5 separate regions of the Mus musculus genome follow, and all the other regions are linked to region 1. The links are chromatin contacts, called in public Hi-C and HiChIP or PLAC-seq maps. All regions are on one chromosome and are shown on one strand. Each heading gives the region's core, a stretch centred on a gene start, on an enhancer-like site or on the middle of the called end of the contact. The rest is flanking DNA. Distances are from core to core; before and after follow the strand shown. Region 1 holds the start of Epc2 (enhancer of polycomb homolog 2). Region 2 overlaps Kif5c (kinesin family member 5C). Region 3 overlaps Kif5c (kinesin family member 5C). Region 4 overlaps Kif5c (kinesin family member 5C). Region 5 overlaps Kif5c (kinesin family member 5C).

Region 1 (5,624 bases), core at 1,859-4,358:
TTTCTGCAGGCAGCCTACTCTATACGTCAGAAAGTTTTCTCTCATCGCAACTACACTGGCATTTTACTTTTTCTGATGTACTCTGATGTCTGCCATGTTACCTTAAGGCCCTAATTTTTGCTAACTTTCCTGATACTGTACATAATCTTTACCTCATTCTAAGCCCCATGAAATCAAGATATATATTTTCTTGAAAAAACTAAGAATACTTCTGCACACTAGCTTTTACATAACTTTGATATCCAATGCATCTCAATAACTAATATCCCACTATCTCATTTATGTAAATAACATAACACTTGTCATGTTTTTACAAAACTATATTCTATCAGAAATCAGGAAAACATCAGTGTCTTGGTTAATTCTGAAAAGATATTTAAGACTCAATATATTTCACTCAAAAATATCAATTAAAACACCAGTGACAGAAATCAAGAAATAGTAATGGGGGAAATTCAAGTCAGACCTGTTTTCTTTGAAAGTAAGATAAAAGGTGTTCTGGGCACAGCTACAATTTCATGGGAAGTGGATGCAGGAAGACAGTGAGTCTAAGACCAGTGTGGCTACAAAGCAGGGTTCTTGTCTTAAAAAACACTGACCATGGATATATGTAGGTTCATGTATGTATGTATATTATATGCATGTGTGAATGCTAAATCATGATTCATGTGCTTGAATGAAGATCTCTCACAGAAATCTGCCCATAGTTATAATAGTTAATTAACACAGGACAAAAAAAATAGTATTTCAGGTGTAGCTATGTTTTAAAAAACAAAACAGCCGGGCGTGGTGGTGCACGCCTTTAATCCCAGCACTCGGGAGGCAGAGGCAGGCGGATTTCTGAGTTCGAGGCCAGCCTGGTCTACAAAGTGAGCTCCAGGGCAGCCAGGGCTACACAGAGAAACCCTGTCTCGAAAAACCAAAAAAAAAAAAAAAAAAAAAACAAAACAAGACAAAACAAAAATATCCTGAGTATCAAAAAAGGCCTATACTTATAACTCACAAAAGTAATTTTAAAAAATTTATATCACATTTATTTAAAATTCTTAGTACAGTATCTTAGATCTAAACAGGAGATAGTATAAACAGTAACTACCACTATACAACATTCAAGAAGAAATGACAGATTGATTAAATGATCATCTGATTTTTCAACTGGCAGACCTTAGGCAAAAGATAGCAAACATAAGGAAGTAAAACGACGTAAAAACACACGTCCGAAGGAAATGGCTAAGAGAAAGACGTGATCAGCAAAGACAGTACCACGCTACCAAACGCAGTTTCTAGATCATCTATCGGAGACTGCCAGAAGGTAGCTCAAAATCAAGTCAATAACCTCATAAGCAAACTTCTCAAACACGATTCGGTACTATCTGAATCTTAGGCATAAAAGCTGAGTTTTAATTTCCTGAAGGTTTAAAAAGAGGTCTTATTTAATATTCTACTGAAAATGTTAAATCAGGTAATCAAACACCAAAAAGAAATGTGATTAAGTCAAAGCACCAACACAGTGAGGTCAGAATTCGAGCAGCCAATCAAATGCTTAAAGGCATTTCCTGCAATATTAATAGTCAAAAGAGAAAGCCAATCACAGAAACCTCCAGCTTTCTTTTGACAGTAACAGAAGCTAGGGAGCCAATCCACACACACCCGTGGTTGACAATAAGGCGGGACTGAAGGTTCATTGAAGAAATTCTTCAGGGTGCAGTTACTATGAACTCCGCACACAAGTAACAACACTCCAGAGTCGTAAACACTGTCAAATCGGAGGAAATTCAGTCTTGGGTATAACTTAACCCCCGGGAAGAAGGAAACAGCATTTTGTCCAAATTTTAACATCTGGTCAAAAACGCAACTGTCAATGCGGACGCTCTGAGCCCTCAAGTTGTAAACAGCCATCCCGCATGCAACTTCCCCGGACGCTCGCTGCACGGGAAGCGCGGGCCTGGAGGCCAGTTTCAAGCATTCGGGCTCCGTCCTAATTCCGCACAACCGAGGAGGGGCCAGCCCGGCAGGCGAAGCCGGCGTGCAGATCAGAGGACTCGCTAACGCAGAGTCCGGACCGGGGGTCGCTGCCCGGCCGCAGGGATGCATCGCCTACTCCCGCGGCACCTCTAGCGGGCAGCGCAAACCATCACCCATCACCCCACTAGCAGGAAGATGCATGTTTTGAAAGAGCTCTACTTTCCCGAGATCGTTTGTTTCAAAGGCAATTTCGTGCACGCACAAATTTTAAAACGCAACGAAAATAGCGCCTTAGCCCAAGGACCCTTTCTCGACCCATTAACCCCGCTCCCGGCGAGATGTCTACGAGGTAAACAGAGGCTGTACGCCAAGTGCGGGCCGGCGCATCCCTGCGCCATTCCCGGCCGCTGCTTACGGCAGGGCCCCCTTACGGCAGCGTAAGCGGCGCCGAGAGCTAATCACAACACTGGGACGCAACAACATGGCGGCCGCGGGCGGGCGCTGCGCCGGCCGACGGGTTTACGCTACTCCGCCGGCGTAGGGTCCGGAGCGCGCAGCGGCAGCGGCGCCCTCCAGCGAGCGTAGAAGCGCTCTGTGAATGGCGAGGCCCGGCTGACAAAGGGGAGGGGGGAGGAGGGAAGGGGGGGGTAATAAACACTCGAGTCCCTACCGATTCCTCCTCCTTCTCCATCCCGGTGGGCATCTGGGGCACGGCCCGGTTGATGGAGACGCAGTCGTTGAGATCAGGCATGTCCTTGCCGCGGTAGATGGGCAGCGGTTTGGCGGCGTCCAGCGCCCGCGCTCGGAAGGAGAGTTTACTCATTGTCTCCCCGCCTTACAGGAACAGCCCGGGCGGCGGCGGCGGGGCGGGCGGGGAGGGGGGGGGAGCACTCCCGCCGCCTCCTCCACCTCCTTCCTCAGTGCAGCGCGGCCGGCCCGCTCCTCCTCCTCCTCCGCAGTGCCCCCGGCCCCAGCATGGGCGCCCACCCCGCCCCAGAACAGCCCCCCGCCGCCCGCGGCCGCTTCCACACTCTAGATCCGCCGCTCGCCCGCCCGATCCGCTCCCTGCGCCATGGCCAACATGGCGGACATTACCACAGCGGCGGCGAGCGATCCCGGCAGCCCGCGCGAGAGCGCGCCCCCGCCTCGGGGACGCGCGTCGCCCTCTCCCTCCCTCCCTCCCTCCCTCCTTCCTTTCCCTCCCCTGCCTGCCCACCCACTCTCTCCGCGGCGAGGCGCGGCCAGCCCAGCCGGCGAGAGCGAGCCGAGTCCCGGTGGCCCTCCTCGGCGGGACGCTCGGCACGCAGGCGGGGCGGCAGGTGCCAGGTGCGCTCGGTCCCCGGCTCCGGAGCGGGCGCCTCGGTGCCTCCGCCGCCGACTCGCTCCGCGCGGGGCTCCCTCGGGAAGGCTCAGTGCCTAGGACCGCTCGCCTCGGGGGGACAGGAGGCCTCCGCCCCCGGGCCACCGGCCGCCCCTCGAGTCTGCACTTGGACAGCTCTGCTCGCCCCGGCGCCTGCTGGCTGGTTTCGCGCCTCGGGTTTGCGCATCCCCGGGGAGGTCCGACAAGTCCGCTGCGTCTGCCCACGCCGAGAGGCACAGCCCTGCTGCGTCTCGCGCCCTGAGAACTTGGGCAGTCCCTGTCCAGAGGAGCTCTCCAGAGTTAGGCACCGCCGAGAGGATGCTCGGGTAGACAGGAGGGTCAGTAGTTGGAGACTGCTACTTGAAATAGTTGCTGGACGCGGCAACAAGCGGACTTGCACCTGTCATCCAAACTTTCTTAGTTTGATGGTTGGCATTTCTTGAAATCTCTAACCAAAGTATGTGAAAACACTGGTTACAGTGACGACTCAAAAAGAGTTTAATAAAGTTCCGGACTCCAATTAGTTTGCGTGTTACTGTGTTACAACTAAACTGCTGGATAATTAGTAACAAGAGTCGTAACTACTTGAAAGGGCAGCTGCAAAGATGATGGGCCAAAAAAAAAAAAAAAAAAAAAGTAAATTCTTGAAGAAAATGATACAGACCACACAAAAGAGTGATGGAAAGTTAATTACCACATGACATCTATAGTCAGTTGCTGTGACAGGTCAAAGAAATTAGACATAGTTTTGGCCAGAAGTGGTTTGCAAAAGCTCTGCAAAAAGGAATCAAATTGACTCAATTAAATACTAGTCACTATTGATACAAACCTTTGTTGCAGTTTCTTAGTCTTTAAGCAGTACATGTTTCTAAGCAAATTGCCTCACTGTGCAACAGTTTTACCATTTTCTAATCATTGAAAAATACCCTACCTAGCTCATAAAAGGGTAGATGGTTTGCTAAAGTCCAACAATAAAAACGGGTTTCTTTGTCATGTCTTAATATAGCAAAACCATCTATCTCTCTTCATTGCCACCCATTATTTTTCTCTATTTTCTTCTCTCCCTGCTTTTTTTTCCCTCCCTCTCCCCCCCTCCCCCTTGTCTCCAGCTTTTCCTTTGAAAGCTGAATGGTGAATATTGACTTCCTGGTAACACAAAATAATCTAACCAGTCTGTCCGGGGACACTTTGGGATGTTATTCAGTGGCTTTGTTTTATGTCCACTTGTTACTGGTAACAATGCAAACAGACTGTGGCTCAATTCTTGTAAGCAACACCTTTCACATGGTTGTGAGCCTGTGCTGTTGTGAGTGTTACCCTCTGGCGTAGTTCCAATCCTTTGTAAGGAAGAACAAGAAGTTCTCAGAAGGGGGGCTGGGGGGGTCATTATTGAGTACTAGTCTGAAAATCAGGGGGAACAGTGTTTGAAAAAATGAGTCATTGGGGCCTTTTATCTGGATTCTCACCCCTTCTCAGGCTCAGAGACGGTAGCTTCTTTCCAGTCTCTCTGCCTAATGTTACACTCAGAAAAAGAAGTGTGGACATTGTGTGTGTGGGGGGGGGGGTATAGTCCCAAGTAGTTGAAATCCACTCAATTCTTATAGCTATATACTTCTACATAGGGAGAAATGCTGTGATTTTTGCTAAAAAGGAAACAGACTCAGACCTATAATTTGTCAAGTTCCAATACCAGGGAACAGCAGACCTGGATTAACTCTGGATCTATCCTAACTCCAAAACACTTGTTCTCCTAGCTGCACACTTTAGTATCCAAGCTCTTTGGTTTATTGGCCATCCAATGTTCAAAAGTTTCTGACCCAAAGTTAATTAATGAAAGCCCCCAGAGTTAATTAGTGAGAATGGCTAGCCCTACCTCACAGAAAGCAGGCATCTAGTATGTTTGCTGATAGCTATGAAGTCATATCAGCTACACAAAGAATTTCAGTGCTGCTGTGACATTCTACTCCAGGTTGGAGTTTGAGTGCCTTCCTGGCCTGCCATCAGGCCTAGCCATTGATGCTAATTTTTCTTTTCTTTGGCCTACCCAGCAATCCTTGCCATCAGAACTTTAGAAACAATAAGAACATCTCAAAGAAACTTTTTTTTTCTAATGTAAAACTCAACCAAGAGAATGGCTTTTGCATCATAGTTGGTTTGCTGTTGGTCTTTGCTTTAAATGAGAATCAATTTTATCCTCCAATGTTCACTTTTCTTCTTGCCTTGTTGGCAGTGATTACAGAGCTAAGAACAAAACAGTTTGAACCAAATGCCACACCTGAGACACAGTCTGTATTTCCTT
Region 2 (5,816 bases), core at 273-2,772, 200 kb before region 1:
TAGACTCAATCACTTTCCTCTATAGCTTTGGGGGCTTCGAGACACATGAGCAAAATACCCACTGCCACCCTGAAGCAGAGTTCTAGGAACCTGACTCACCTCCCAGTCTTTACAGACTGGCCTGACCTTCCACTGCTGGCTCCTGCATCCCTTGATCTGTTGGCTGTGCCAGTTGGTGGTGCTCTTAGAACTCCTAACGAACAGGCTGGAAGGGATGTCTAGGCTTCCAACCCAGCAATCCTCAGCCTGACAGATAAAACTTGGGGGACAGTGCTTCAGCTGTCTGAGCCAGAATTGGTGTGAAGGGGTCACTGGGTGGGTATTCCAACTGGCCCCTAGAGTTCTACTTGCTCACTATAGCAACTCCAAAGAGACAACCCCAGGGCTTCCTTTGCCCCCTGCCTCACTTCCCTCTTCAGGGTTTCTTAGGTTCACCTCTCAAAGTACTCTGCACGTTATTCTGGTTTCCCTTGTGCTTCTAGAGAACCCCAACTAAGGTAAAACCCCAGACGCTTCACTCCTCTTTGCCTTTTACTTTACACCTGCACTGGGTGCAATGGGAATTCAATGGGTGCAAAGTAAAATCACTGCCAAACATGTGGCCATTTCCCAAGGTGCACAGGCAAGGTAAGGAAGTGCAGAGGGGAGGAGTGGAAACTCCAATCATTGTTAAAATCCACTGAGTTGATCCAGTGCAATAGCAGATGGCTGTAGTGCCAGCAATTCAAGAGGCTGGAGCGAGATCACCTCACCCCAAGATCCAGGGCCAGCCTCGGAACACTGCAAGACCTTGTATCAAGACAAAAAGAAAAAACAACATCAACCAGTTTTGCCCTAGACCTTGGGGGGGGGGGGGAACGACGTGACTTTTCCTTCACAGAGGTGCTGGTCACCTGCCAAGCAGGAGACATGTAGGGCCACACCTGCCCAGAAGATCACTAACCCCTAATTCGTGCAAAAGCGGCCCACTAGCTGCCGAGGGCCCTGGACTAACATGGAACTTGGGTGCCAAGGAGGCTAGAAGTGGGATGCTAGGATCTCATTATAGGATGTAGGGGTAGGAGATATGAGCTGTATCTCTTTGAAAGTCTACATTCTCCTTCCACCAACGCTAGATTTTAATAGTCCTAGGGGCTCCCTGTCTTCCTCTACCCATTCATCTCTCTTTACTGTTCATCTACCCTCTTGTTTGTCAGGAAGTTGACAGAAAGTTCCCAAGGCAAGGGGAGGAGGGCTCTGCATATTAAGGCAAACTCCCCATACCTAGTAGTGACCAGCAGCTCGCTCATCCCCATCCTTGTCACACCTCCCCAGGGCCCACCAGTCTTTAGCTGCCTAACAAGAGGACTATAAAACCAGGCTATCTTCTCCACTCCAGCTACATCCTCTCGCTTTCCTGCCTGCACTGGATGGACCACGCTCTGAATGCAGCCAGAAACACTAACCTACAGAGCATCCACACTGCTGTCCCTCCCCACACTGGCTCTCTGCCCTTAGGAAGGTGGCTGGGGCCCATGCTGGCTGAAGCCAACGCTGCTCCCAGGAGAGTCAATAATGAAGCAGACGTCCACAAAGCAGTGCCCGGCTGGCTCCCAGTGGAGTTGGCAAGGCAATGCCCACCACTTCACAGACCGCAAGGGAACAAAAGCAGCGCACAAGAATGAGTCTTGTAAGCCTTCTTCCTACAGGAAACCAGGCTGCAATTCTCTCCCTCCTGCCAAACTCCCTGCTGTGTGGACACACAGACCCTGTCAGGATCGCAGACAGCTACGGAAGAATATTCTTGGAGGCACATTGCCAGAGCGATAATAAAGAAATGCAGAATTATCGCCTGGCTAACAGGAGACTGGAAACAGAAGGATGACTTCTTTTAAGGAGAATAATGAAAACTGTTTCAAAGACATGGTGATGTTTTGCTTCCAATGAAAGCAAACCGCAGTCCTTCCTCTCCCACCTGCCAGGATGCAGAGGACAACAGAGGAGGTCGGAATGGCTGGTCCTTCCCCTGAAGCTTGTGCCTCTCATTCTAGTGAGCCAAGACACTCACCTGTGCTTTCCATTTTCCCTGAAAATGATGAATCTGTGTAGCTCTAACACATGGCAATAGTAATGGGAGGCAGGAGTCTCTAATGTTCTCACAAGTAGCTTCTGCCTCAGGCATGGGAGACTCCAGAGAAGGCAAGCTTTAGGCTTCAAGGGTTCACTGTTCACTGAGTATGTACACTCGGAGAAGGGAATAAAAAAATCTCTGCAGTGGTTACCTCAGTAGATCTGGTACCAAGTCAAGTCTGTGGGAAAATATTTTTTTTTTCCTCACAGGAGAGGCAGAATTTTTTTTTCACTAAAAACAAGATGGAGACATCATTTTTGCCAGATACACAATAACAGGAAATGTCTACCTTCCTTTGAGGGCATGGCGACCTCGCAGGAGCTGCCAGGGCCAGCAACACATACTCAGTCTGAGGCGGCTGAAGCCTGTGGCGGCACACACCGCAAAGCCATGTGGCTGTACACGTGACGCTGATATGAGAGCTTGTGCCCAGACCATCACCTGAGCAGCTCAGCAAGCCACACTGCAGGTGACCAGAGCGGAGAAATAGTACTAACTCATTTCCTCACTGATGGGAAACAGCTCGCATAGTAATAATTGCCCAGCATGCCGGATGACAGCTTTACTCTCATGGTGTGTTCAGGTGCCTCATTTCTGGTTGCTTTTCTGAGCCATGGGACAGAAACGTTAGCCTCCCTTTCTGAGAAAAAGGAATGGCTTCCTCGGACGAGTGGAAGGTGGTGAGGTGAGCTTATATAAGCACCAGAATTCTGGTTCCATGCCAAGCCTCCCACCCATAAGACCACCCATAAGAGGCATTTTGTCACTGTCCCTCCAGGATCACATATATTCCTCAGCTATGGATTTGCTAAGAATTTCACACATTTGACCAAATTGTGACCTTATACAACTTACCTCTAGGCCTCCTCCTCTATAGAACATGAAATGTGGAATTCCTCTGACTCTAACATGCTGTGATAATAGAACATGTTCAGAACATGACAGGGCATAACTCAGAATGCAATAGCTTGCTCTTCCTGTTAAGATAACTTCATAACTGCAGACAGAAGTCTCCTATGAAGATGACACTAACTAAAACCAGCAGAAATTAGCAGGCTCGGGCAGCTCTGTTTTGATGGCTAAAGGTACACACAGGCACACAGAGACACAGACACAAAGTCACACACACACACTTACACACAGAGAGGCTTCACGGATGCTCGAAAGGGAAGGCTGATGGATATAAACTGTATGCAGGACTTCTGTAGCTAATCACATTTAGGATGGAAAGGCTGAATATGGGCAGCATGAAGCTTAGACATTCTAGCCCAGTGAGATGGCATCCTCACTCAGGAGACAGTAGGACACTTGGTCCCCAGTGCAGTGGTGCAAAGCCCAATCAACAGATAAAGTAGTTAAAGTCCCTCTCCCTGCAGAAATCTCTATTAACAAAAATCAGTGTCCCTGAATGAAAACCAGTTTTCTAAACAAAAACATCCAAGTCCTCTCAAGTATGGGAAGATCATCAGCCTTTTAAATTATTTTACCTTTTACTTGATGACAAAGCACCTCATATTCCAATGCTTAAAGTACTAGAAAGGCTAGGCAGCCACACACAAGAGAAGGCAAAATTCAAGTCCGCCCAGTACTCTCTGCCTTGCCTGTCTCTTTTCTGATCCTGGACTGGACTCCTTGAAGCACTAGTGGGTTAAACAATGAATGTATCATCAAAATCAGAATTCCAATCTTCAGCCAGGAGCAGCATTTCACTTATCAGATTCATTGGTTAACAGAACTATGAAAAACCAACTGTTTGCTTCTGAGCTCTAGTCAGCATGTTGAAACTGCCATCTCCCTGGATGCCAGATACTGTATGGGCCAGCTCGGCATCTTTCTTCTGACCACCCTATCTCAGTCGCTCGTTCTCCTTCTTGTCAATCCAAGTTCCATCATGTCATCATGCTCTCTCTCATTCTGGATCATCTGTTTTGTTCTGTCTGCCCTGGAAGCACTTTAAAGTATATCTGTGGTTTCAGCCATAAGTCTCAAGAGAAGACACAAAGTCTACCTCTAACTCAGGGCTCCAGACCCCAGTTATTGTCAGACAGAAACAAATATGATTTATTATGCCAATAATCTAGAGATGATCTGAAGTGTAAGACGTGTGTTGCTGCTTGCAAACACTACATGATTTCACACAGAGGACTCGTGGATCTAGGAGGTTTGAAGTTTAAAAGCTACCTTGAAGCCAGTCCTGCGCGGATGCTGAGGAGAAGCTGTAGGCTGAAGAGAGAACTCAACTCACCTCTCCATCTCCTCTTTCTACCCCTAGTCGCCTAGGCTGACACGTTCAGGGCCATCTTCTCCACATCAGGGTCAGAGTGGTCCTCCATGCCTCTGGTCTCTCTTGCCTTACATCTCAGCTACTCTTACTACTTTTTGCCAAACCACCGCACAAGCCTTCTAAGTGGTCATGTACTCTCCCTTCCCTTCGGTACACCTCTGCATCCTTTTCCAAATGCATCTTCCTTGGCCAAGGTGCTCAACAACTTGCTGAGCCCCACAGCCCACTGAGATGCTCTCACTGTTTGCCAGGTGGGTTCTTGCCCATCAAACATCTGGCAGTGAGCTTGCAACCTCCCTGCTGCCACCCCACTGCTTGCATCTTCCCCTTTAATTTGAACGCCATCTAACAGCTTGACCTTGTCTGTCAAAAATTCAGGCCATCCTTTAAGACTCATGCCAAATGTTCTCTTTTCCAACATAAGGATAACGTCTTTCTTTGAGATTCTTTGTCCCTCCATCTTCCTCTTCTTAGAAACCAGTGGGATGCATACTGCTCAGCTGTGTGACCTCTAGAATTGCTGTCATCTGTTCACCTAACAAGTATCCTCTCTGTCCTTTGAGCATCCACAGCAGTCCTCCTCCAGGGGGTCTCTAATCACAGTCTAGTCCAGACAGCAGGCATCTGGAAGCACTGTGTGGTGGAAAGAAAGCAAGATTCTGGGTTACAGCGCAAGGTAAGACAGGGCTGACATATTGTATCGAGCACGCTAGTCCCTCTGCTGTGTACATTTCTAAGTAACCACACTTTCATGTAATTGCTACTCTGCATTTTACAGGAAGCAGTTAGATTCAGAGAGCCCATGGCTTTCTCAGGGTCACAAGCCTACATCACTTGCTTCCCATGTTGGTTTGAGAACATGTAAACAAGGGACAGTCTAACGGAACCCTTCAGTTACACTCACTTTTAAGTGACTTTCAAACCACTGATCCCAGAGGTTACATAGCTGAGCACTGTCTCATTTGTCTCCCCATAGCTTTGCTCCAGACAATACTTTGTATGTGTGGGTTGTGATGACAGCTGTTGCCTGGGTCACTTTCCAGAAACTCAAAGGCCACTTTTGTGAAATCACTGATTCTTCTTTAGGCCTGCACAGGGATCTGGTAGATAAATAGACAGAAGTAACAACACTGAGATGAAGATATGGAGACAGGGCCAAGGTTTACAGGGACATCATGACCTGGTCACTGAGCAAACCAACTGCTCCATTTCCCAATGCCCCACGTCATACCATCACAGCAGCATACAGAGGCCCAGTCACCAGCCTCACCTAGCCTAAGGCCCTGTCATCCCCTTTGCCTAAGGATGATCGATCGGAGCCTTAGGCTGGACTAGGATGCTTCTCTCCGGATGTCACTCCATCCATCACCTTACTTCACCAGCATTCCAAGGAGATCCTTTTTGCCTTGTGCCAATAACTTG
Region 3 (5,625 bases), core at 1,593-4,092, 230 kb before region 1:
TGGTCTAGAATCCAACCTCTTTAGGTCTCTGACCTATAGGGTTTTGCTTTGTTTTGTTTTTAATTTATTCTTAAGAGACTGCAGTTCACCCTAACAGACAGGACCTGTTGCAGTCCATAAGACTCCACACCACTAATTACCTATTCATAATGGTTGTAGCAGCAGTGATGTGTGTGTATATGTGTGTGTGTGTGTGTGTGTGTGTGTGAGAGAGAGAGACAGAGAGAGAGACAGAGAGACAGAGAGAGAGAGACAGAGAGAGAGACAGAGAGAGAGACAGAGACAGAGACAGAGAGATGCTCTGAGGCTCTAATTCAGGGCCTCCTGCAAGCTAGGAAACTAAGCCATACCCCCTATATCTGACTTTTTTTTTTTTTTGTCCTGGTGCTGATAGTTTATTTTTTGTGTACATTAGGCCATGAATTCATATGGAATGGGCTCCAACAGCTCAGGCTCTTTTCCGTTAGTCCTCACAGAGTGCGCTTCTCTGCGTGGCGCAGGCTGGCGCTTCAGCTGAACCCAGGCGCCCTTCTCTTTGGCTTCCTTTTTCTTCTGGTCGTTCTCCTTCACCCACTTCAGGAAGCTGTCTTTGCTCTTCAAGTGCTTGATGTGTTCAATCCGCACATTGATCCTCTTGGCCAGAATTTTGCCCTTAACTTGCTTATTTACAATGATGCCCACGGCATGCTGGGTGACATTGTAGACTCTTCCAGTTTTGCCGCGGTAGCACTTATGGGGCATTCCTTTTTGAACAGTGCCCATTCCCTTTATGTTTACAATATCATCCTTTTTGTAGATTCACATGTATGTGGCCAAAGGAACAATGCCATGTTTCCTAAAAGGCCTAGAGAACATAGGTGCCTCTCCTCTTTCCCTTTGTGTTCATCATTTTGGTGAGTTACTGGAAGATGGCTGTGGCAGCCAAAAGCTATCTGACTATTTTTTTAAATGAAATTTATTTTTTCACTTGGACAGACAGCTCAACCAAGGTTTTTTAAAAACTAAATTCTTGAGATTTTACTGCTCATTGGCACTTTAAAACTCCCCAAGGACAGAAGAGTCTGGCTGAACCTAACCACCTCTGCTGTCACACCCATCTCACGCTTTGCTGACGCTCTCACACCTCAGACACCGACAGTGCAAACTTACCTCCATGGTATGAGTTTTTCCTGATGAAGTCTGCCCATATGCAAAAATTGTTCCATTATAACCCTCAAGGACATCTGCAAGCACAAGAGAGATGAACATTAATTCATTATGCTGCTCCTACACTGGCCTTGGTTGTATGATGTAAGGTTGCAGTTCCTAATGGCCCATCTCTGTCTTCTTACAAAAATGATATGTGCCAACTGCATGTGCTTTAAGTATGATTGTGAAATAAGAAAAGAAAGGAGAGTCTGCTGTCCCACAAATAAGGAGAAAGGGTCTCTCATTTCTGCAGACTGCGGGACTCCAGGGGAAGAGTCTTTTTCGGCTACGTGAAGCTTTCGCCTAGGTGTTAGTCTCTTGAGATTCTTGGAGAGGAAAAGCCAGCAGACTTGCAGTTTCTGGAGATTAGAATAGAATGTGGTGCCTGAAGGTTTGGTCTCGGTCAGCTTAACTCTGGATCCTTTGGACCATTTCCCATGAAGGCCTCACGGAAGTCCCATCACAACAGACTAGAACTAGGGGAGCGAAAGGCACCACACTGCAAACCGAGCTCCAATCACCCTGGAAACTAGCAGGCCTGACTTAAATTTAATGCCTCTGGTTTTCTTTCACTGCCTCACTAGGAGGATAGCCTGGACCCATCAGCATCAGGAATTTCTCTTAATTACACAATAAGTGCACGGTGAAAGCCCACACGCGAGGCAGGCTGGCTTCGGTTTCACACAGGGAGGAGGGGAGCCGTGCGGGTGGGGGCTGCTTTATGTTGCAGAGCTGAAGATCATCGGTGGGAATTCTTTCAGAGCAGCAGAGGTGATTAAAACATATTCCCTCCTGCCTCCCCCTCCTCTCTACAACCATCACAGAAAGGGAAACAATGCATAATTAATATCCTTGACCCACCACTCTGCACCAAGGGAGGAATTCTTAATGTGGTTGATGGTGAGGGCAAGAAGTGCCCTGAATAGAGGATGCTACTTGGGGCCATGTGAGAAAGTGTGCCAGGCCGTCACCTCCATGTATTTCAGATTGGGGTGGTTCCCTCTCCTCTCTGAACCTGTTTGTGCTGACTGTGGTGGTGGTGGGGGGGTGTTGATGGTGGTTTGTTTTTCTTGCTAGGTTTACAAAAGGAAAAAAAGAAAAAAAAAAGCATACCTATTTTACTATTCTGAGATTGTTACAATATGACTTGGGATCAGAGAAGAAAAGTATCGAGATGGGGGAAGGGAGCACTCACATGTATCTGTCTTCTACAAATGGTTTTTGAAAGCGGTTTCCCTAGTAACAGCAGAAAGAAGAGAGAGAAAACTGAAGAAGTCAGTGTTAGGGTTAGAGGTTTAAGCTTCAGTTTCCATGAAAATGTCAACTCCCAGAGAAAAGATCCCCCTGGGGCTGGGGTCAGAGTGCCAGCGTGGTGCGCCTCCACACTAGCATGAACATGATGAGCATGTACTTTGAGGGACCCAAAGAAAGAGGTTCCATCCTACAGTTGAGATTTTAAAGTTCAATGCTCACAACGCAAACAACTTCAGGCCGTTGGAACGCCAGGCACTGTCACAACAGAAAGCTTTTTATTTACTAGAAACTAAACACCTCTCCTCAGACTGAGGCCCTTCCTCCCTCACACTCCTGTGTAGGTCGTGCTCTAGGATTTACTGGTCTGGGCCAACATCCAGCCAGCTTCTGACCTCGCTCCTTTCTTCTGAAGTGTGGCAACCTGCCGCACCCTAAAGGAACCTGACTCCAGAGCCTACGTCCAGCCCACACTCCTTCCTCTGCCATCTTCCTCTTCCTCCAGCATCTCCATGAGCTTTCAGGGCTGTTCTCACTGAGCACAGGACACAGTCTCACCAAGCAGGTAGTTTACAGTCCCTGTTCTCCTGTGTTTACAAACTGAGTCCCCACATCAAGTCTCGGATCGACTGGGAGAGTGTTTCTTTAGAGGGCACAAACACTGGCTTCAGTCCTCAGCAGCCCACAGTCGAGGAGTGATGTCACACACCTATAATCTCAGCTCTGATGAGACAGAAACAAAAGAACCAGACTTCAAGGTAAGCCCTAGCTCTGTGAGGGCCTGAGGATAGCCTGAGCTAAATGAGACCCCATTTATGATAACCTGAGCTAAATGAGACCCCATTTTAAAAAGGGGGGCGGGGAGGGAACATGCCTAAGTGGCATTGGCTCACCTTGAGCTGAGTTACTGATAGGCATGTGGGAGTGTACTCAGAGAAAATCCACACTGAACACAATTTCCTTGCTGTTTTGTTTTGGTTTTTTTTCATAGAGAGCATACAGAATCCACGAAAGCACACTCTGATTGGCCTTTAAAGTACCCAGAATCATCTTACACGTAATACATTTTAGAGAATATCCCAGATCAAAATTGAATGCAGCTGATGTTGCCCTCTATCGACTCAATTCTGAACTAAAAGATAATTTTAAAACATAAGGTCCTAGCCGGGGGCGGTGATGGCGCACGCCTTTAATCTCAGCAGTCAGGAGGCAGAGGCAGGAGGATTTCTGAGTTCGAGTCCAGCCTGGTCTACAGAGTGAGTTCCAGGACAGCCAGGGCTACACAGAGAACCCTGTCTCAAAAAACAAACAAAACAAAACAAAACAAAAAAAAAGTAAGGTCCTGTCGACCTAGGGTTGTCTATTTTCTCGGATTTGAGAGGGTGGTGCATTTGTTTATTCCGAGTGTGTTTTATGGTTAGTGGGGAGTGCCGGCAGAGAACGCCTTGGGTGAGCAGTGCAGTTCAAGGGCTGAGAGAGGAGCCAGCACAGGCTGCTGAGGGACGACTCGAGCACTGGCTTGTGCTGGGCCCTGTGCAGAACCACATACTGCCTCCGGGACCAGCCCATAGCTCCCAACCAAAGGCCTGCAAACTTCCATCACAGTAAATGGCTGATGGTTCCTGGGCTGGAGAAACACATTTGCTTTAGTCTCTGCGGAGCAGAATGACTGTTTCCACACATAATGCTCTTCCAGACAGAAGCGTCCTTTGTGACGGTATCTGGCATGATGGGAGCCCCACACCTCTCAGGCCAGTGTCCGTCTATCCAGCAGCCCAGCAAACCCAGAAGCTTCTGCTGCAGATGACAAGCGGCATGTTATCTCCCAAAGGGGAGGGGAGAGGACAGAGGACGCTGGCCAGCTCTGGCTACAGAGTTCAGAAACTTGAGCATGCACGCATCCTAGGTTCTGCTTACAGCTGAGCCCAGGTCTGACAGGAGCAGAAATGAGTGCTTTGTGAATCACGAATCAAGGTCCTTCACACTATACATCGGTATTCCTAAGAGGCTGCCCAGCCTACTAACCCTCCCAGGGGAGACGGTGTTGTGTCAGGGGCACTCACTAGGCTTCTGACAACAGCTAAAGGCTGCTCCATTGGGATCCCAAGGTTTGCCAGCAAACCAAAGAACTCAAGCTGCCCGTGCCTGCAGAATGAAGACCCAGGCTCCAGGCACCCAAGGCAGCAAACACACACTCCCATCGCAGTAAATGGTAGACAGTTCTGAGCTTGAGAAACACGTTTGCTTTAATCTCTGCTGAGCAGAGTGACTATTTGCACACACTGACCCCTCCAAAGTCTCTGCATTTCAGAGTGGAAGCTCACCCACGACTGACCAGCACAAAGCTCTAAGGCCACAGTAGCTGTTCTTTCCCCTCTACTCTCCTCACACACTCATCCCTACCCCTAGCACTTTGGCCTGTTAGTTAATAGTCCATATGACCTGACTGAAAAAGAAAGGTAAGGCAAAATAGCTCAGAGCCGCAGGCAGTCGGCAAACTAGGTCTCAAGGCCCAGACCCACTCATTCCTCTAGATCTGGCCAAAGTGCTTTATTCTCCAAGCATCAAATTTCACTCTAATAGGGTAGAGAAAGAAGTGTTCACACACCTCATCAACTGAAGCTTTAGGATGCGACATCTAAGGTGCTCGAGAGCAGACATAATACAGAGCATACAGGATAATGAAACAGATCTGAGTGTATCTTCCTAAGTTTAAAGCTGTTCAGTCTGCCCACGTGGCCTCTGGGATACCGTCCAGCATGTCCACCAGAGGGATGCAGACTGCCTCTGGCAACCTCATTTGCCACCGTGTACTCAAAACCCTACACCATTCCTTCCGAACTACCCGAGCGTGCCACATCGTTTGTATCTTCAGGCTCTCGAAGTTCCTGCTGATACTACGGCTATTATCTATAGTCCTCGGGGCCCAACCTTTCGAAGAACCTTTCCTCAGTTTTCCACTCCCTCCCTTCACCCACCAAATCGGCACAAAGTGGCACTCCTCTGTGTGGTCCTGGCATGGTACACACACCCATCTTAACCTACATAGCCTAAAAGCATGATAATGGCATATGAAATGCCTCTCCTATATTGAGAGTTCCCAGCAGACAGTCTTAGATGTTTTGATGACTCCAGTCCCTAGCAGTGCTTATCAGGTGATAAGCACTTAATATTACCTGTATACAT
Region 4 (5,521 bases), core at 1,869-4,368, 180 kb before region 1:
CAAATCTGTCATGATCTTATGTTTCATCTTCAATGAAACTATTCAGTGTCAGTATTCTGTGTGTGTGTGTGTGTGTGTGTTTGTGTGTGTGTGTGTTTCCCAATGTGCCTGTGTGTTTGCTCATCTCTCTTACTAGACAGAGTTATTTTGGATCATAGTTTTGAAGGTGTAAGTCCATAAATTGGCCCTATTGTTTTTGGGGTTTTGGTGGTGGCAGAACATGGCCAAGAGAAAGGAAGAGGCAGGGTGGCACAGACTTCTTTGAGGGCACACTCCAGTGACCTATGATCTTCCAGTTAAGTCCCACCTCTTACTGCTTCTACCATCTCCCACAAAGCCAACACTGGGAAATACTCCTTAACCCACAAGCTTTTCTAGAACAATCTAGAAGCAAACTGTAGAGTGGAGAAAATGGACTATATTCCTTGAGGAGTATCTGTATTTCCAGGTGGGTCCTATAACAGGGAAGCACACATGTATCATGCGTGTGCACATGCCCGCAAAAAAAAGAAAAAGAAGAAACTCTGCTTCCTTCAAAATGTGGGGAAGGTAGCTCGGTGGGAAAGCATTTATCTAAAATGAACAAGGTGTGGAGTCCAATCTCCAGTTATTAGCAATAATAAAAAAGGCCAACAGACATAGTTTGAAGCTATTGTAGAGGAGTCATGGCATATGCCAGATACCAAACTGGACAAGTCTCAGCCACAATGCAAGAACCTCCCAGGGACATGTATACCATGAGCAAAGCATTGTGTGGAATGTGTCTCAGTTACATATACACTGTTGCGCATGGTTCTGGGACCATGGTGATCTATATACAGTTGCCAGTAAAAAGAACAACTGGATCCCTCAGCTACTTGGATTACATGAGATTTGCTCATCCTTTTGACATGAAGTCAAAGGCATCCAACAGGTGAAAGTCACTTGGGACTGATGGGAAATTGATGTTCTATATTATGCCATCAGCCATAAAACTATGGAAAGCAAATATGAATTGTATCCTCCTTCCTGGGAACCTGAGAGGCCGAGAGAGGCAGCACTGAAGAAATATCTTGTGGAAGTTATTCCTAACCCAGGCACAAGGCACAGCAGTAAAACAAGCTGGCCTAGACAAATTTCATTTCCTCAAGGCCACTTTGAAGACCTTGCTGTCTGGTCTCTTACTGCTTCCTCCACATCGGCTTCCCAGGCCTGGCCATCGGCAGCTCCGCTGTCCTTTGGACATGGAGTGGTCAGCTGCCCTTCTTTCCTTCTCTGGGAAATGCTGACTGCATCCTTCTTTTCTCTTTATCTCCTTCGACACCATTTAGTTTGTATCTTCATTAAAAATCTTGATTTAACCGAAGTGCTAGATAACATTTTCACAAGCCAATTACTTGACATGACTAGTACTCAATGTGATAGTTAAGAACACAGAGAAGGATCTCTGGGTTTAAGTGACTAAACCAATGGAATAGAGAGCAGTATTCTGGGAAGGGAGGGAGGGAAGGAAGGAAGGAAGGAAGGAAGGAAGGAAGGAAGGAAGGAAGGAAGGAAGGAAGGAAGGGAAGGAAGGAAGGAAGGAAGGAAGGAAGGAAGGAAGGAAGGAAGGAAGGAAGGAAAACAAAGGCCTTCCAATCACACCCTCTACCTCCTGCACTGCTTGGACCTCTTCACATGCTTCCTTCTATTTGTCTGACTCAATTCAGTTGGTTCTGGCTGCCTTTGCAGACTAGGGCTTGCCAGTGGCACCCACTAGAAGGTGGGACTAGTATATGCTCTCTTCTAGGACTAGAGTGCCGGTCTGGTCCCTACATGACATATAACCTTCAAAATGTGGAGTAATCTCTTTGGTGTTGTGTAGTGTGACTCCACCCTCCAGCAACATGAATTCCCACCTCGGTCAGCATGGCACACACCAGGTCATCTAGTAAAGTGCTCCCATGGGTGCTGCTAGATACAAGCTAATGCTTATCCAGTGCAATGGGAGAAACAACCACATCTGAGGATTTGTGAGAAAAGCCTTGAGGTCATTCCAAATATAAGTGGCCATCTCCACTCTGTTCTGTCAGCCATTGGATACTGGGGATATGGCACAGTGATGCCCCAAATCAGTCCTTTTATATTGCCAGGATGGGAACTCACACATACACACCAGCAAAGACCAGGAGAGGAAATCCCTATGGATTTTCACTAGACCAGTGCCATACCAATCACCCTCTCAAATGATTCAGTTCCTTTACTTCAGACATGGATTTGCTGCCAGACTGGCCAGTCATACATCCCTGAAGGCTGTAGGAATCAGTAGAGCCTTTGCGGAAAACAATAGGCTGATAGTTAATAGGATCGGATTTATGTACTCGCCGCACTGGACCCAGGAAATCTGCTTCTAGTTAATGAATTCTGTAGAAATAACTGAGCTACTGAAAATAGCCCCACGCATAGAGCCGCTCAGCAAGTATGATCTGAAATAAGTGCAAGATGAAGAATTCCATGCCACAATACACAGACAGTGAGCACACTGCTATGGCAGCCCAGTAGACATTAAGCAATCACTGAAAAGTAGCATTGTGAAGATATTATACCACATATACAAGTAACATGGGTAACTTGTATATCCAGGGTTGGTGTACATTTTTTAACAATAACAAACCAACAGGAGAAGGGAGGATAGGAATATTAAACGGCAAATTTGCGATGATTTTTGCGGTGCCTGCATTGCCCTTTTTGTGGTTTTCCACCATTTACAAAGAGGATCGATCAATCCTGCACTGATCCAGATACCAGGGGCCTGCGGGGAGGGGAGTAAATTTTCAACACTTAATCAGATTCCTGCAAAAAGCTATGCAGCCTTCTTCACTGTCAAGGCAAGCTCTTCCAACCGATGCACACACAAAGAAAAGGCACCAGAGAGTGACAAAGGGTTTCCTTGGCTTCCCACCACAGTCCAGCTCTGCGACCCCCACATCCTAATGGACGCTTTTATCCCACTCGGCAGAGCGACCTCATTAGAAGTCACCATGCTAATGGAAAATGCATTCCCAGGACAAAAGGTCTCATCATTCCTACACCAGCGACAGGACCGGGACAGAGGGTACATCGCAGATTCCAGTCACTGTGGTGCTTCTCGCCTGGAAATTGCAAGCAAGTCTCCCAGGGAGGCAACCCCAAGTACTCTAAGCTTCCAGAGCTGTACAGGCACAGGCAAGGACCTAGGCCTGGAGTTCCTGCCAAACACTGGCTGCAAGGCTAATGCAGGGCTGACCACAGAGCCAGGAAGCAAGGCAGTATGGTGGCATTTCCTAGGACCCATGGGATCCAGGCACATTTTTGTGCTCTCTTTCATTGTTAGTCACCAGTCCCCAGAAATCTTATCCTTAATAGGGGCACCGTTGGGCTGCTGCTCCCAGGACTTCTCAAAAGTGACCCAGCATTATGGGATGGGAAGGGACACTGATGATTACAAACTGGAATGTAGAAAATGGTTACAGAGACTGCAAAGCAACTAGAGCCAAGTTTACACTTGCAGAGTGGATTCCTCCAGATGAGGGAGGGGCAAAGTGTTGGTCCCTCAGCCTGCTGTCCCCAACAGAGAACCAAGTGTTCTCTCTCTCTCTCTCTCAGCAAGGCTTCTCTGGACAGGTATTTACAAGGTTCATTTTTCCTTCCTGTTGATGGCAGGGCTCACAATGCTTAACTGAGCTGAGTATACAATAGGCCCTCAATACACCAGAGAGGAACGAAATCCTATGATTGCAAAGTCAGAACACTGTGCCTAAACGCTGGGGCAGTGTTATCCAAGAGAACTAATGATAGGCCCAGATGCAATCTTAAATTTCGTATTAGTCACATCTTCATAAAGCAAAAATAAAGTCTAACACATTCTACCCCAAATACCTCTGCAGGGTGTAATGTGTCTCATCCATGTTAACAACGTCTTTTACTGCGGGTTTTTAGTTGGTTTGGTTGAGGGAAGTGCTGTTTTATTGTGGTTTTGTTTAATACTGTCTTCAGTGTCTGGTATATATTTTGCAACTACCAAACATCCCTACATGGATGAGCAGTATTCCAAGTTGTTCAATAGACTGGATGTGACCAGTGGCCACCAGACTGGGCAATGCACAAAACACCTCTTTAAAAATGGAAACATTTTTGAGTGACAATGAATGTATTTAACATCAAATTCCCCATAACCTACTTGGTACTACTTTATATTTGGTTTATATAGACTTTGGAGTTGGGGGACAGGTGCACAAAATCACTTGTGTGTGCCAAAGCCAGAGATCATCTCAGGATGTCTTCCTTTGGGGCTCTCTTTCTCTCTCTCTCTCTCTCTCTCTCTCTCTCTCTCTCCCTCCCTCTCCCTCTCTCTCTCTGATTTATATTGTTGTTGTTGTTGTTGCTGCTGTTGTTGTTTTGGTTTGGTTTTTGGTTTTTTTGGTTTTCAAGACAGGGTTTCTCTGAGTAGCCCTGGCTATCCTGGAACTCAGTCTGTAGACCAGGCTGGCCTCGAAGTCAGAAATCCACCTGCCTCTGCCTCCCAAGTGCTGAGATTAAAGGCGAGCGCTACCACTGCCCAGCTTCTGAGACAGCCTTTTAACTGAGTCACAGGTTTCTAGATCAGCCAGCCAAAGAGAATCAGAGCTCACCTTTCCCTGCTCGCCACCAGGGCTAGGAAGTGACAAACAGGGATCTATTTTCCCCTTTGCAGGTATTTTTGGACAAATATCTAGATCTCAGAAAAATGTGTAAAGTAAATCTTGAAGGAAACCTTTGCCAGGAGCCATGTGTAGCACAGACACTCAGCGCATGTACAAGTAGCTTCCGTTTGTCTTCAAGAGTACGCAGGATGCTGCTGCCTACCTGTCTACACAGATAATGGCTGGTACTGTTTTGTTTAGAACTTTCGAAAGAGCTACACATTTTTTCTTCTAAAGCTAATGTAGCTGTAGCTAATCTCGCATATACTGTAAATATGAACTTATTGGATGGTATCATGAATTCAATGGATCATAATGATAGCAACGGCGATCCAGGAACACCACAATCCCCTTTAAAATTCAGCCGCTCCTTACTTCACCCTTCCATGGGGATCCCATGACACACGTGGTATGTGTCATGGCCTAGGTAGGACCCCTGCACCCGCCATCCCAACACAGACATAAAACTCAAGGTCAGCTGATAAGGACTAAACCCTCCTTTTCTCATCCCACCACCCTACTCCCCTGGTGTCCAAGCCTACATGAACTTGACTGGGCCTGGAATTTGTGAGCTACTCTGACAGCCAGTTAACAAGGAGAGAGAAACAGCCCAAAAAGCTAGACCCTGTAGAGGTCAGTTTACCTCAGTTTCCCACAGAAAGTCAAATAGAGAAAGTATTGATTCAGAACCTTAGCCCTTCAGAAATCAAGTCTAAGAGAGGTCTAGACACCAGTCAATCAGACGGGCAACTGTTCCTCTCTTTGCAATACGTGGCAGCTGCAGAAACAAAGTCCCTCCCCCGGCGACTCTCCCAAGTTTCTGATGTCAGAGACAGCAGTTT
Region 5 (5,477 bases), core at 1,827-4,326, 240 kb before region 1:
AGGGCTTGTGCCCGCCAGAGTATGGCCATGGGAACATCCCCTGGTGCTGTGGAAGGGGGCTGGCATGGGAAGAGGATGTGGTCTTAGCCGGTGCCTGGGGGCATAGAACAGAGCGAGGTGTGGAAAGAGAATCACAACAAAACCAAAGAAGCCTTTCCAACCGGATGACCCAAGGTCACCCATATGAAAGGTCCCCTGTTACTTCAAACCCACTTCCAGGAGAACGGAAACACTGGCAGAGCCCAGGTTCCAGACCTTTCCTCAGCAAGGCAAAGGTACAGAAGCAGGGCCAACCATGTCCCAGGGGGAGAGCCCTCCCGAGCCTACTGTATGGAGTCCATGAAATCAGATGGCTCCTTCCATCCTAAGGGCGCCCATCCCACCTTTTGCAGCTGCCTTGCTAGGCTAAGTCATACTAACACCTGCTTAAAGCCCTAGGCTACCAAGCATCAATGAATCAGAGCCTCTGACACACATGCCTCTGAAGGGAACTGGCGACTCTTAGCCCACAGGACAAAATGAGAATGCAAAGAAACACGATAGTACCATGCCTCAACACTTCAAACTTCTTTAAAACCAGGAAGTAAAAGGCACAGAACTTCTACAACTGTACACTTGAGCAAATAGCAGGGAGAAATTACAGATAATATAAATAAGAACCAATTACCTTTTCACTCCCAGCCAAATCAACCAAATACAGCTTCCCGCTGAGTTTTTTTTCAGTCTCCACATTCTCTTGCTTAATGTTAATCAGGAAGATACTGTGACTCCTAGAGCTGTGTTCGTTCATGTCTGAAAAGGAAAATAAATGGCTTACTGCTCCGCAGAGAGCTCGGCAGCACGGGCAGCAGACCTCTAGTCCTTCAAAACACAGCCAATCATGTCACCCTGCTGCAGCTCTCTGCAGCTGGTGAAGCCAATTTGGGGACGCATCTGAGGCCACTGTTTCTTCTTTTAAAAAGAAACAAAACAAACAAACAAACAAACAAAAAAGTTCATTCATTGTAGAGAGGGCAGATTTACAGTGCCTTCAAGTAACAAAGGAATTAAAGACCCTCAGGGTCGGCCAGAAGCCCTATATCCATCCCATACCCCACTCTCTCAACCCCCAAGAAGCTCACAGCTTCCTTGCTGGTCCTGTGGAAGCCCTGAAGTTTATTACAGTGTAGTGCCTGACACAGTTTGTCCTGCCCATGTGTAGCCTGAACTACCAGGAGCTTCCTTCAGGGAAGATTAAGACACATTCCTCTACAACCCATATGAAACACGCACTGGCCTCCCAGGTTAAATGGCCAGGATACCAAGGAAAAACGCTTCCCCTTACAGCAGACCCAGTAATGGTCCCAAGCAACTTTCACCATTCCTCAGAAAGCATCTCACCAGATTGTTCAAAAAAAATAAACCCTCTAAAGATCCCATTTTATTTTGGGGGGGAGGGGGTTCGAGACAGGGTTTCTCTGTGTAGCCCTGGCTGTCCTGGAACTCACTCTGTAGACCAGGCTGTCCTCGAACTCAGAAATCCGCCTGCCTCTGCCTCCCAAGTGCTGGGATTAAAAGCGTGCGCCACCACGCCCAGCTTTAAAGATCCCATTTTAAAAGGTCACAAATAAATAAATTTAGCAATGCTGCACGCTAGAAAAATCAACGCGTAAAAACCATTTATGTTTCCATGCCTGACCTAAAAATATTAAGAAGATATAGGGGGCTTTGGGGATAGCATTTGAAATGTAAATGAAGAAAATATCTAATAAAAATAAAAAATAAAATATTAAGAAGACAATCTATTCACATTAGCAATATGAAGGATAAAATAGAAATAAACTTAAAGAAAATGACAGATTTGTAGCCAAAGGTCCAAAATGCCACTTACAGATATTAAAGCAGATAGAGATAGATGGGAAACATAAGCTGTGATCATTTATTTGAAGATAAAATATTGTTAAGATATCAACATTGGATCTGCAGAGATGGCTTTAATAGATAAGGCTTTGCTGAGCAAGCACGAGGACTGGAGTTTGGGATCCCAGAACCCGTTTAAAGGCTGGTCAGGCATGGCAATTATCTGTAACCCTGGACTGCAGAGCAGAAACAGAGTGGGCTCAGAGCTAGCAGGATGAGCTGGAATTGATAAGTACTGTGTCAGTAAAGAGGCTGCCTCAACAAAAATAAAATGTGAAAATCCAGCCAAAGGAAGATACAACATCAACTTCAGGCCTACACATACATAAAATACACACAGGCACACAAAACATGCACATATATAAGCCAAAATAATCTATCCAAATACAACTGTATCAAAATCTCAATGATATTATCTACAAAAGTAGAAAAGTCTACCCTAAACTTTTAAAAGTCTACAAACTCTCACAGCATCCTGAATAGTCAAGCTGATCTTGAAAATTAAAACCGGAGCTGGGGAGATGGGACAGCCTGTAAAGCACCCGCTGCAAAGGTCCCCGAGTTCAGGTCTCAGCTGGGGAAGATGGAGCATTGTGGCGACACACGGTCAGATGTTGCCCACAATGCAAATGGACTTAGCAACAGAGCACTGTTAAATATACTCACCCCACTAAAATAGAAACCGGAGCTGGTACGATGACTCAATGGGTGAAGATGCTCGCTGTCAAGCCTGGCATCCCAGGGCAATTTCCAAGACCCACACGTTAGAGGAAAACTTTCAAGAGTAGGTTCTCCCTAGCTTCCATGTGCTTATCTACATAGCATGCGTACACACGTGAGCACGCACACATGCCCACGCTCGTGCACAAACACATACATACATACATACATACATACATACATACATACACACACACACACACACACATGTACAAATAATGTGGGAAAAAAACCCTGACAGAATGCTAAGGACACTAGTAACATTCGACATGCTCGGCTCTGAAGCAGGTACAGTGTAAATAATTCATGACTGGCAGCTTAGGAAACACAGCAAGAAAGGTTTGTCATGTACATTTGGGTTTCGGGCAGAACAGCAAGAAGCAGTGTTTCCTACACAGCACACAAGCCTAGGTCAGCTCTGAAAACTGATGCATATACAAGCATCATTTCACAGGCTGTGGGTGTAGAAGAGGATTCTGAGTCACAGAGCTGGAGCCCATTCACACAGGAGCCTCAGACCTGCTCCTAGAAGGGTCTAGACCAGCCACCAACTACTGCTTGAATCTCTTCTATACAATACCTTCGCTCCCTTCCTCAGCAGCAGGCTTTTCCTGGGGCAGCTCCCAGGCTTAGAGTCCTGACAGTTGGTCAAGCCTGCGTGCCTAGCCTGCAGCACATTGCATCTTCCTCAACATCAGAACCCAGAGCATCAATGAACTGCAGCGCACACATCCTCTCCTGATTTTTTTTTTCTCTTCCGAACTTGAAATTCTTAGTTCCTTCAGCTCTGAGTGAACTTACACTCCTCTGCCCACATCCCTCTGAAAGGACAGTGCTAGTCAATTTAAGGAGCCTCTGCCTTGCTGATAAACACGTGCAGCTCCCCGGGATGAGACAGGCATCTTAGCTCATGTGAGTGTGCCTGCTGTGAGCTCTCCAGCTTCAGGGACTCCTTGGAAGCCGCCTGCTCTGCTCTGATGCCCTCTTTGCATTATTCTCTCTCTACAGAGGTAGAGCCCCAACTGTTTTTCCTTGTGTTTGGCATGAATTTAGTAACTTGGATTTTCTTTCTAAGACTTTGATCAGAACCCAAGGAATCTCAGGCAATTCTTCAAGACCTCAGAGTGCTGCATACACTCACGCAGCACAGGGCCTGGGCTCTGCCTGCTCGCTGCTCTCTGCTACCTTCCCTCACATCCTCGTCACCCAGCTGTCCTGCACAGAGGGCAGATACTGCCGTGCTATGTAACAGCATAGACATCACCTCCCCCCCCCACACACACACACACACACTTACTTGTCACAGCCACGTGTCGGTTTGCTTTGCCCTCATCGATCACATCCATGACCTCCTCCGGGCTTGACACAAACCTCTCGGTGCACCCCTGCAAGAGTCAAAGGTAGGGCAGGTTGGCCATTACAGCGGTTGCAAAGCAACAGCATCTCAAAGCAGCTAAGCATCCTTTCTCCCCCTAAAGGTACAGCTAAACAGAAAGGCAATGATGCTGACCAACAGTGCTTCCCCCTTGCCTGGGGCTTGGATTCTACATTAAAGAGAAGTATGAGCCAGCCAGCCCTGGGAAAGCTGGAAGAAATGCTTTTTAAGCTCCTGTTCATACCCTAAAGCAATGCTTTCAGGAGCCAGAAATTAAAAGAAGAAAACTTATGAGAGGGGAGGAAATGAGAATGTACTGCCTCACCCTCCATCATTCATCATTTCAGCACAATAGACAAGGCCACAATAGGCTTCGGTGAGGTTCAGAGCATACACCACTGCATTCAATCCCAAAACCTCTTTTATATACTAAGTAGTAGTACTTAAATAATAGATTTCATAAAGAGGGCTGAGTATAATAGCTCATAACTTATACATGAAGCACTGGATTAGATTCTCAGCAACAAATAATAATAATAATAATAATAATTTACATACAGGAAAGCTACAGTTGAAGAACCTAAATACTGGCTGTTGGGGTTTTTTATACTTATATCAATGTTATAGATAAACTATGCCTTTGGATACTCTTTATAGCATCTCATGCAGTATTTGCACAGACCAGAGAAAAGTTAGCTGCATTGCCCCAAGTCTTTGCATACCTTTACATAGGGGACTCTGTTTTTGTCTTCATGAACTGCCAAGTTGGTCTTGGACACTGTGGTGGTGAAAATGATGGCATGCAAAGAAGGAAAGGGAAGTTAAAAACCCTGTGCTCCAAGAATAGCTATGGTTACAGACGAGAGGCAAGTTTAAGCTGTGGCTGGGAAGAGCACACAGCCTGAAGGCAAACATCACTCTACATTTTCATCAGCTGTCCAGGCAGAAGCATGCTAACGCATCTCAACCCCCCCCCCCACCCCCACCCCGGACTTCAACTACAGAGCAAGCACAATGCATTCAGGTGGAACTCACCATCAAGCAAGTCCCTTATTTTGTCCAAGTAGATCTCAAAATAGGAAACCTAGATAAAGAAAAATTGAAATTGAAATAGAAACACCATACCATGTTTTAAAACCATCACTATCAAACTCATGAAAGCTTTCTCTGTGGCTGAGAAGAGGGAACGCCGAGGGAAAGGTCAGAGTCCTGAGCACAGAGCCGCAGGCACCCCTCGTGTGTTCCTCTTGCTTGGCCACTGTGACCAACCCATCTGCCAACCATGGACCATTCTCTAGCTCTACACTTCTGACTCCTCTGGTCCCAGGTGTTCCCTATATCAGCTGCTAGATAGCCTCTTACAAGAGAACCTAAGTTTAGCCTTGGCTGAATATCAAGCCCATGTCCATGTGTGGTAACAGCCATAAGAGAAAGCATCCTAAACAAGTGTTGGTCAAACATAGCAGACTTCACCCAGCTGCAT

Evidence for each region. Hi-C and Micro-C count contacts between places; a contact is called where the count stands out from the background. HiChIP or PLAC-seq counts read pairs in DNA pulled down with a chosen protein or histone mark.
Region 2: a contact with region 1 is called in a Hi-C map of cerebellar granule neurons, with 2.7 times the contacts expected there. The contact joins the enhancer-like site here to the promoter of Epc2 in region 1. A contact is called at or near these places in 5 of 39 promoter capture datasets (3T3-L1-derived adipocytes, cranial neural crest, hippocampal neurons and 1 more), 1 of 15 datasets of contacts at CTCF or cohesin (large pre-B cells), 9 of 484 Hi-C or Micro-C datasets (the G1E-ER4 cell line, the N1E-115 cell line, cerebellar granule neurons and 4 more), 13 of 115 datasets of contacts at active chromatin or transcription factors (the 230-238 cell line, bone marrow-derived macrophages, craniofacial prominence and 8 more) and 1 of 9 other capture datasets (pancreatic islet).
Region 3: a contact with region 1 is called in a Hi-C map of nephron progenitors, with 2.4 times the contacts expected there. The contact joins the enhancer-like site here to the promoter of Epc2 in region 1. A contact is called at or near these places in 5 of 39 promoter capture datasets (cranial neural crest, embryonic stem cells, hippocampal neurons and 1 more), 1 of 15 datasets of contacts at CTCF or cohesin (large pre-B cells), 6 of 484 Hi-C or Micro-C datasets (cerebral cortex, embryonic fibroblasts, liver and 2 more), 14 of 115 datasets of contacts at active chromatin or transcription factors (SST interneurons, bone marrow-derived macrophages, craniofacial prominence and 11 more) and 2 of 9 other capture datasets (adipose tissue and pancreatic islet).
Region 4: a contact with region 1 is called in an H3K4me3 HiChIP or PLAC-seq map of embryonic forebrain, with 4 times the contacts expected there. The contact joins the enhancer-like site here to the promoter of Epc2 in region 1. A contact is called at or near these places in 2 of 39 promoter capture datasets (liver and pre-B cells), 19 of 484 Hi-C or Micro-C datasets (CD8 T cells, the N1E-115 cell line, brain and 12 more), 14 of 115 datasets of contacts at active chromatin or transcription factors (astrocytes, bone marrow-derived macrophages, craniofacial prominence and 11 more) and 2 of 9 other capture datasets (adipose tissue and liver).
Region 5: a contact with region 1 is called in an H3K27ac HiChIP or PLAC-seq map of differentiating embryonic stem cells, with 5 times the contacts expected there. The contact joins the enhancer-like site here to the promoter of Epc2 in region 1. A contact is called at or near these places in 5 of 39 promoter capture datasets (the 3T3-L1 cell line, cranial neural crest, hippocampal neurons and 1 more), 1 of 15 datasets of contacts at CTCF or cohesin (large pre-B cells), 7 of 484 Hi-C or Micro-C datasets (the C2C12 cell line, the G1E-ER4 cell line, cerebellar granule neurons and 4 more), 27 of 115 datasets of contacts at active chromatin or transcription factors (the 230-238 cell line, SST interneurons, bone marrow-derived macrophages and 19 more) and 3 of 9 other capture datasets (adipose tissue, macrophages and pancreatic islet).

The regions. Positions count from the first base shown.
Region 1 is chr2:49,448,970-49,454,593 of GRCm38.p6, reverse strand. Epc2 (enhancer of polycomb homolog 2) reads right to left here and starts at 3,108. Exons shown (of 14, transcript NM_172663.4): 1 at 2,636-3,108. The coding sequence starts at 2,788.
Region 2 is chr2:49,651,522-49,657,337 of GRCm38.p6, reverse strand. The region is part of intron 1 of Kif5c (kinesin family member 5C); the gene reads right to left. Among named protein-coding and RNA genes, the nearest start is that of Kif5c, 35 kb to the right of the region's middle. Within about 2 kb of position 1,522, at least 28 of the 459 cell types and tissues checked have an H3K27ac peak or open chromatin away from gene starts, as enhancers often do. A contact at or near this core is called in cerebellar granule neurons, cerebellum and cerebral cortex, where this site is marked.
Region 3 is chr2:49,675,763-49,681,387 of GRCm38.p6, reverse strand. Kif5c (kinesin family member 5C) reads right to left here. Exons shown (of 26, transcript NM_008449.3): 3 at 1,150-1,223. Among named protein-coding and RNA genes, the nearest start is that of Kif5c, 59 kb to the right of the region's middle. Within about 2 kb of position 2,842, at least 10 of the 459 cell types and tissues checked have an H3K27ac peak or open chromatin away from gene starts, as enhancers often do. A contact at or near this core is called in nephron progenitors and uterus, where this site is marked.
Region 4 is chr2:49,630,953-49,636,473 of GRCm38.p6, reverse strand. The region is part of intron 1 of Kif5c (kinesin family member 5C); the gene reads right to left. Among named protein-coding and RNA genes, the nearest start is that of Kif5c, 14 kb to the right of the region's middle. Within about 2 kb of position 3,118, at least 44 of the 459 cell types and tissues checked have an H3K27ac peak or open chromatin away from gene starts, as enhancers often do. A contact at or near this core is called in astrocytes, cortical neurons, embryonic forebrain and 2 more, where this site is marked.
Region 5 is chr2:49,693,295-49,698,771 of GRCm38.p6, reverse strand. It overlaps Kif5c (kinesin family member 5C), which reads right to left. Exons shown (of 26, transcript NM_008449.3): 5 at 5,030-5,078; 6 at 4,717-4,772; 7 at 3,917-4,004; 8 at 668-792. Among named protein-coding and RNA genes, the nearest start is that of Gm46738, 51 kb to the left of the region's middle. Within about 2 kb of position 3,076, at least 10 of the 459 cell types and tissues checked have an H3K27ac peak or open chromatin away from gene starts, as enhancers often do. A contact at or near this core is called in SST interneurons and differentiating embryonic stem cells, where this site is marked.